2 separate regions of the Podarcis muralis genome follow, and region 1 is linked to region 2. The links are chromatin contacts, called in public Hi-C maps. All regions are on one chromosome and are shown on one strand. The core of a region is the stretch at or near the end of the contact, and the rest is flanking DNA. Distances in the headings are between cores, read along the strand shown.

Region 1 (3,337 bases), core at 253-2,752, 300 kb before region 2:
TCGATTGCAAAAGATATATTGCCCACCCCAAACGCCCCCTCCAAATTGCCGCCAAAAATAACGCTCCAAAAATTGAAGCAAGCAGCAAAAGGCAATTACAAACGCACACGAGATCCAAAGGGTTAGGGATTGCACCAAATTAGCAATGTGGTACAAATCACTTTCGTGACGTAAGGAATGGCCAGGCCAGAGTCTTCCAGCGTTCCTCATCTCTAAGGACTGTGGGGATCCTGATGACCCGGGGAGGGGGAGAGAGCGAGAGGGAGGGAGAGGGACGGAGAGAGATTTGATCTGAAGCTACAGGCACATTCCCTTATCTCCCTAGCTATCAGCCAGTTTAAAGGACACCATAATTACGATTGCGATAAAAGCAAGACAATGCCTGCCTATTTGGGCTGAATAAATAAGGAATGTTTACAACTGTAGAATGTTTCAGTGGCAATTAAAGGCTGGCAAAGAAAACCTCTCCTTCTGCCCTCAACCTTATTTACTCGGTTTTGCTTTTATTGCAATCTTTTCATTCCTTTCCTATGCAGCAGATCACCCTTTTAGAAGGGTGGTAAAGAGGAAATGGGGAGCGTTACATGAGGGACAGAAAAGACACCAGAGACGCCTGCTCCATATTTGTTGTTATTTTTCTTCATTTCTCCAGTTGCACACAGAGAGCGAAACTTTCAGGTCTAGCCATAAAAGAGCCGGGACATCCAGCCCGGTGCTACAATATGGCGCTGAGGGGGCTATGCTCATTTCCACCCACAACCCAAACCCAAAGATGTTTGAGGGGCTTCAGAAGGTGTTGGTGGACAATCAGCGCCTTATTTCCTCTCATTCCCGGAAACCGAGGGAAGCCGAAAATCCACCTCATTTGCTAAGACACAAGGATCTATTCAGCTATCCATTGTATCAGCATACCTCATCATAATCAGATTAAATGCAGGTTTGGACACTAATACCTGCGAGGCTGAGCATTAAACATCGCCTGGAGTATGCAGAAATCAGTGAATGGGCTTCTTTTGCTCGCTTGATCATCGCGTTACCAAAATAGTGACACCAACAGCATTTCCTCTTAAAAACAAAGCAAAAAACTGTTCCTCCTCCTCCTCCGACACATTTTCTCCCAGCTACAACCATAACCTAAACTTCCAAACCTCGTTTTCTACCGCCGGCTCATTTGTTTTTATTTCGAGATTCAAAACTTTTGCCACATGGGGTGAGAGCAACAAGGGTAGTGGGTTTCAAATGCAGGCAGGGATCGGCTTTTAACACATTCGCTCTTAAGGAATTAATAAAGTGCAAACTTTTTCTTTCTTTCACGTTAAACTCTCACCGGGGAAGGTTTCCTTATTTAAAGCTAAGGGGGGGGGGCATGTGCGTATGGTGGCGGCGGCGGGGGGCATCCTAGTTTATATTTGCAGCTCTCTGGCTAGTTCCAGGCCCCCTTTCCTTTTGAAAGTTTTAGACCTTCAATACCCTCGGATTCTACTGGCAGACTTAGGATGGCCTTGGAGGGTCCTAAACGTGACCATTCACTGAGGCGGGGGGCTACAGCTTGCAACAACGTGCTCGGCAACTTAATCTTGCCCCAAAATGGGAAGAGCGCGCAAAAGAACGGAATACAAACTCTCTCTACATCTCTAGTCCCTTTCTAAGGTGGATTGTGTATTTTGCAGCCGATGGGAACGTCTGGATTTCGCAGCAAAAAGGAGAGAAGGTAAGTGTTTTATCCTTGTAGCCGCCAGTTCGTGGAGAAACAATGCCAGAACAAAGGGGACCACTTCTCCCTCTGAAGCGTTTTGCATTTTCTTCCTCCATTTCTCATCGAGGAGACACTGGGGAGGGGGAAGGGAGAGGCGACTCGCACAACTTTTTCGCTTTTAGATAAGAAAGGCTGGAGCGAGCGGGGCGTTTGAGAAACTAGCCACCGGCGCGCGGATTTAAATAACACGTCGACTACTCCAAAGAGAAAGGGAGAAGGATCCCAGCAGCCGCCGCCTCCTCCCTCGCACCGCCTGCAGCAAACGGGTCCGCCGCCAATTCAGCGGCGCTGAAACTGGAGAAACGGCTCGCGCCGCCTCGGCCGCGAGAAGGAAAAAAAAACACCCCAAACACCACCTAAACCCTCCCTTCCAAGGGCGAGCCGGCGCCTGCAGCTCGGCCGGGCTTTCCGCGTGGAAAATCGGATAGGAGCCGCGCGAAGGGACGGGGCTGCGTTTTAAAACGCAAGATCTCGCCGCCGCCTTCGGGAAAGCGGCCCTGGAAGGGAACGTAGAGAATATATCAGGGTCTCCCCGCCCCCGATCGCGGGGAGCAAAGGAGAAAAAGGGCCCGGCGAGGTTTGTGCGGGCGCGGGCTGAGGAAGGCTTCACCAACAGCTCTCCTGTTTGGGGTTTTGTGGGGCAAGGGAGAAACCGGGAACTGGAGGCTGCAAGGTCCTTTGCAGCCGAGAAAGCGCTTCTTGCCTCGGCGGGAGCAGGGAGAACCCGGGGCCTGGTGTGGCCCAAGCTCAGAAAGCGGAGGCGGCATCGCCTAAGTTGTCCCCCCGCAGCAGCAGCAGCAGCAGAGGACCCCCCCCCCCCGTCCAATGTTTATAGCTCTCCCCTTCGGCTGCATTGTCCGGGAGCAGCGGGGGGAGGAGACTGGAGAGAAGGAGCCCAACGTCTCCTTACGCCAATGTAAGGCGTCGCTGCCTCCTTCCCCCCAGAGAAGAAGAGTGGCGAGGAGGCAGGCAGGCAAGCACAGTTAGCACGAGGAAGCCGCCGCCGCTGCAGCAGCAGCAGCTTCCCTTTTCCTCTTCTCGCCTGGGCTCTTTCCATTCATTTACCCGGGCGCAGGGGGCGGGGCCTGCGGGCCGGTGACCTTTCACCTCCTGCCTTCCTGCCTTCTCCTCCCCCTCGGCGTTTCCTTTTGCCGCTCGGCCATTTGCTTACCCAGAAGCCAGCGCGCCGGGCGCGCTCGTGCCGAGCTCGAGTCTCTCGTAATCGCCCCTCTCGACCCCGCCCACTCCGCTTCTCTCTCCCCTCCCCTCCCGGGCGCGCGGCTTCCAATCTCAGGCCGGCAGGCAGCTCCTGGCGGAGGCCGCTGCTGCAACTCACCGCGTGGACGCTAGGGGCAGCCGCTTCCAAGGGAGGGTGCTCTTTAGCTGCCCGCGGGAGACTTTCTATGGATAATAATAATAATAATAATAATAATAATAATAATAATAATAATAATAATAATAATAATGGTTCGATAACGCCCTTTATAAAACAGTTCCAAACACTAATTTTACGGTCCCACTGACACTGGTGCAGATTACTTTCAAGTCACGTATTCAACATCCGGTATCACTGTCCACGTT
Region 2 (3,283 bases), core at 733-3,232:
GTTCACTGTTGCGAAGAGCGCAATTGTTCCTCGCCCAGAAGACGCGGCTGAGGCGCGGGGTGCCTATTTTCGAGTTGGTTCCCTGGGGAGCCTCTTCTTCTCCTCCTCCCCCCACCCGCCCACGCACCCACCCGCAGCGCCGGGCTGCCTGCCCCCGGGGCGCGCCATTAGGTGGGATTCTGCCGCCGCGATCTGTGGAAGGAAATCGTGCGAGCTGCGCGCGAGACAGCGAGGGAAGCGGGGAAAGTGCGACGAGGAATGCCTGCGAGGCAGAGACAGGGTGGGGGAGGGGAGGGAAAATTGTGGTAGGGAAGGGGTGGGGGGGGGGTTCGCGGAAGACATTTGTTGCCTCAATGCGATCATATTTATCGCCCGTGACGAAACGTGAGGTGGCAGAGCTGGTGTGGAGAAGGGAACTGATACGACGAAGAAAGGCGGGAAACGAGACGGCGTGTTCAAGGCCGGGAAGACTGTTCGCCAGTCAAGGGGAAATGGGTGGTTTCGCGGGGCTGGGGGGTCAGGAACGCTCTTGTGTTTAAACACGTTAAAGAAAATAAGAGATGAAGGGCGGGGGGGGGGGGGAAACGTCGTGTATCTGAGGAATCTCAATTGGGGTTGTGGAGGGAGAAAAGCCCAGGACGAAGGATGAGGGCACTTTGGGTGGGCAAAAAAAGGCGCGAGGGATGGCGAAGTCAAAGCCGCGTGAGAGGGAACCGAAATAAAGGAAGGAAATCGGGATCGGGTCCTTAGAAGGAAAGGAAGAGAGAGAGAGACAGGCGTGGAGAAGGGGGGAGGGGGTCAGTTTTCAAACATTTCTAGGGTGTATATAAATCGTGAGACGAGAATGGTAAAAGTGGAAGGCGAAAGGAGGCAAAGACTGGGGGCGCTGGATAGGAAATAGCAGGCGGAGGAAACGGGGGTCGCGTGGGGAGGGTGGGGATGTGCAGGGCGGGAAGTGTGTTGGGGCGCACTGAGGAGAAGCAGCTCGTCTACAGACGACGCGTGGATCGGATGCCAAGGCGGGAAAATATAAGGAAACGAGGGGCGGAGGTGGAAGCGCAGAGACGCGGCTGCGGGTTAGTTCGCCTTGGCCGCCCGTTGCACTTCCGACACCCACGATACCTGAAACGCCTTTGCTGCGCAAGTCTCCTGTCGCGTCGCCAAAGGTCTTGCCCACAGCAGCTTGGGAGCGGCAGGGGGCAATTTTGGGCGCGGGCACCCAAGGAAGGCTGTGGGGCAACGACGGCGGAGGAGAGCCGCGTCTCGTGCGCGCGGGAGGGAAGCCACCAGACGAGACGCTTCGAGGACAAGGGGACCTTGCTTTGGGTGCCACCTCCAGATATTAAAATGGTGGGCTGCGGAGTTGGGGCCACCGTCGTGTGAGGAGGGAGAGGTGGCAGCAGGCGCAAAGAGCGGAGTAGACAGGTTTAGATGAGGGGAATGGACTAAGCCAAAAGGTGGCAAGCTTCAGTTTATTGTGCCCTGGGGCGGGGGGCCGAGTGGGAGACACACACACACACAGAGACATATTTAAGGAATAGATAGGTGTCGGTCAGAGAAGGAGCAAATATAGAAAAGAAAGAGGCGATAGCGGGGGGAGGGGAAGCAGAGAAAAAGAGGTTTGTGTGTGTTGCAGTTAAGCCAGAAGAAAAGAGAGAGAGAGATTGTGCGCGTGAAGTGACAGGGTGTACAAAATGTGGGGAAACGAGAAGGAACGGGCAAAGCGACTCTACAAGCGTGGAGTGGGTGTGTTCGGGGGGAAGAAAATGAATAATACATTTTGTGTGTGTGAGAGAGAGAGAGAAGGGGGGGAGGTGGAACAAGCGGCAGCGGCAGCTCAGCAGAGGCAGCAGCAGCAGCAGCGTGAGCGCGGTGGAGAAAAGGAGGACTCGGCGAAGTGTGTGTGGAGCGGAGGGAGGCGGAGGACCAGGCGGAGTGCGGGGAGGGGGAGGGGAGGGGAGGGGAGGGTGGCGCGCGGGGAGGGGGAGGCGGCCGAGCCGCGGGATTGGGTCACAGGGAGGCTGACGGGCTCCGACTACACCGACACTAATTCCCAGGCCACCCTTAAGGAATGAGGAGCCCCACGTGATCCTGGCGGGGCGGGCGAACTCTGAGCCATTTTGGGGACGGTGTCAGTTTCCACTGTGTGCCTTTCAGCGTTGCATTTTCCACCACCAGCAGCAGCGGCGGCAGCCAGCAGCCCCCTCCTCGCCCGCCACTCTCCCTCCTCTCCCCTGGCTCCCTCCACAACTATGAAATAATCACAATTTTTTTTTCCTCGTAAAGGGGGAAAAAAAGAGGAGGAGGAGGAGTGGGAAGGAGGGAGGGAGGAAGAGCCTCCCTCTCCGAGGGGCCGAAAAAAAGAAAGAAAAAGCACAGTAGAGGGGGAAAGAGATTGCGAGGCGAGTGGGTGAAGGGGTGGGGGGGAAGCCGAGGAAGAAAAGAAAGAGCGCAAGAGACAATGGGCTGGCGGAGGAGGAGAGGCAAACCATCCGGATTAGAAAGATTTTGAGATCCCAGCACTGGAGCTGCGCATTGAGAAGGAGGTGGGGAGAGGCAGAGAGAGGAGGCGAGGGAGAGCGAGGGCTGCGGGGGGGGGGGAGGCAGAGCCAACTCCTGGGGCGGCGCAGGGATCCGAGGGCGAGGGAGGGGGCTCGGTGGCGGAGAGGAGCCCGGCTGCGGGGGAGCGAGCATGAGCTGAGCTGAGCGCGGCGGCGGCGGCAGCCCTGCGCTCATTGCAATTGACAGCGTCTGCAGTTCATTTCAAGATGGCCGCTTGGCTCACATTCATTTTCTGCTGAGCGACTTTTAACTTTCATTGTCTTTCGGGGCGGTTCGGATCGTCGCCCGCCGGCTCCTTCTCGCGGGTACGTATCCCCGGGCGCGGCTGCCCTCCGGGGGCCGGGGGGCGGCGGGGCCTGGGAGGCGGTTTCGGGGGGCTGCGAAGGGGCGCCAGCCTTGCTAGGTGTCCCCGGGCTCTCCGGGTGGGGAAAGCGCTGACAGGCTGCTCCATCTCCGCGCTGCCTCCGCGCCCGCGCGCCCTCGCCCTCCGCGCAGGGACCCCGGGAGGCGCGGCGGCGGCGGCCCGTGCACTGGCTGGGGCGACGCCCCCCCTCCGGCGGATTTCGGTTCCTTTCCTCCCTCGGCTCGCCGCTAGCCCCTTCCTGGGCACATGGCCCCGCAGGAGGATATTTCTATTTTCAGCCCCTGCTCGCCGATCTCTCTGGGGCTCCTTTGTTTAAATGCAGATTTCGATTGAACGCGGGCGGTGCATGAAACCTGG

What was found. A called contact is a pair of places that touch in the nucleus more often than the background predicts.
Region 1: a contact with region 2 is called in a Hi-C map of tail, with 2.6 times the contacts expected there. The contact joins the promoter of MLLT10 here to the promoter of BMI1 in region 2. A contact is called at or near these places in 2 of 3 Hi-C or Micro-C datasets (blood and tail).

The regions. Positions count from the first base shown.
Region 1 is chr12:23,806,906-23,810,242 of rPodMur119.hap1.1, reverse strand. It overlaps MLLT10 (MLLT10 histone lysine methyltransferase DOT1L cofactor), which reads left to right and starts at 1,502. Exons shown (of 21, transcript XM_028749764.2): 1 at 1,502-1,711.
Region 2 is chr12:23,509,369-23,512,651 of rPodMur119.hap1.1, reverse strand. It overlaps BMI1 (BMI1 proto-oncogene, polycomb ring finger), which reads left to right and starts at 1,982. Exons shown (of 10, transcript XM_077936851.1): 1 at 1,982-2,402.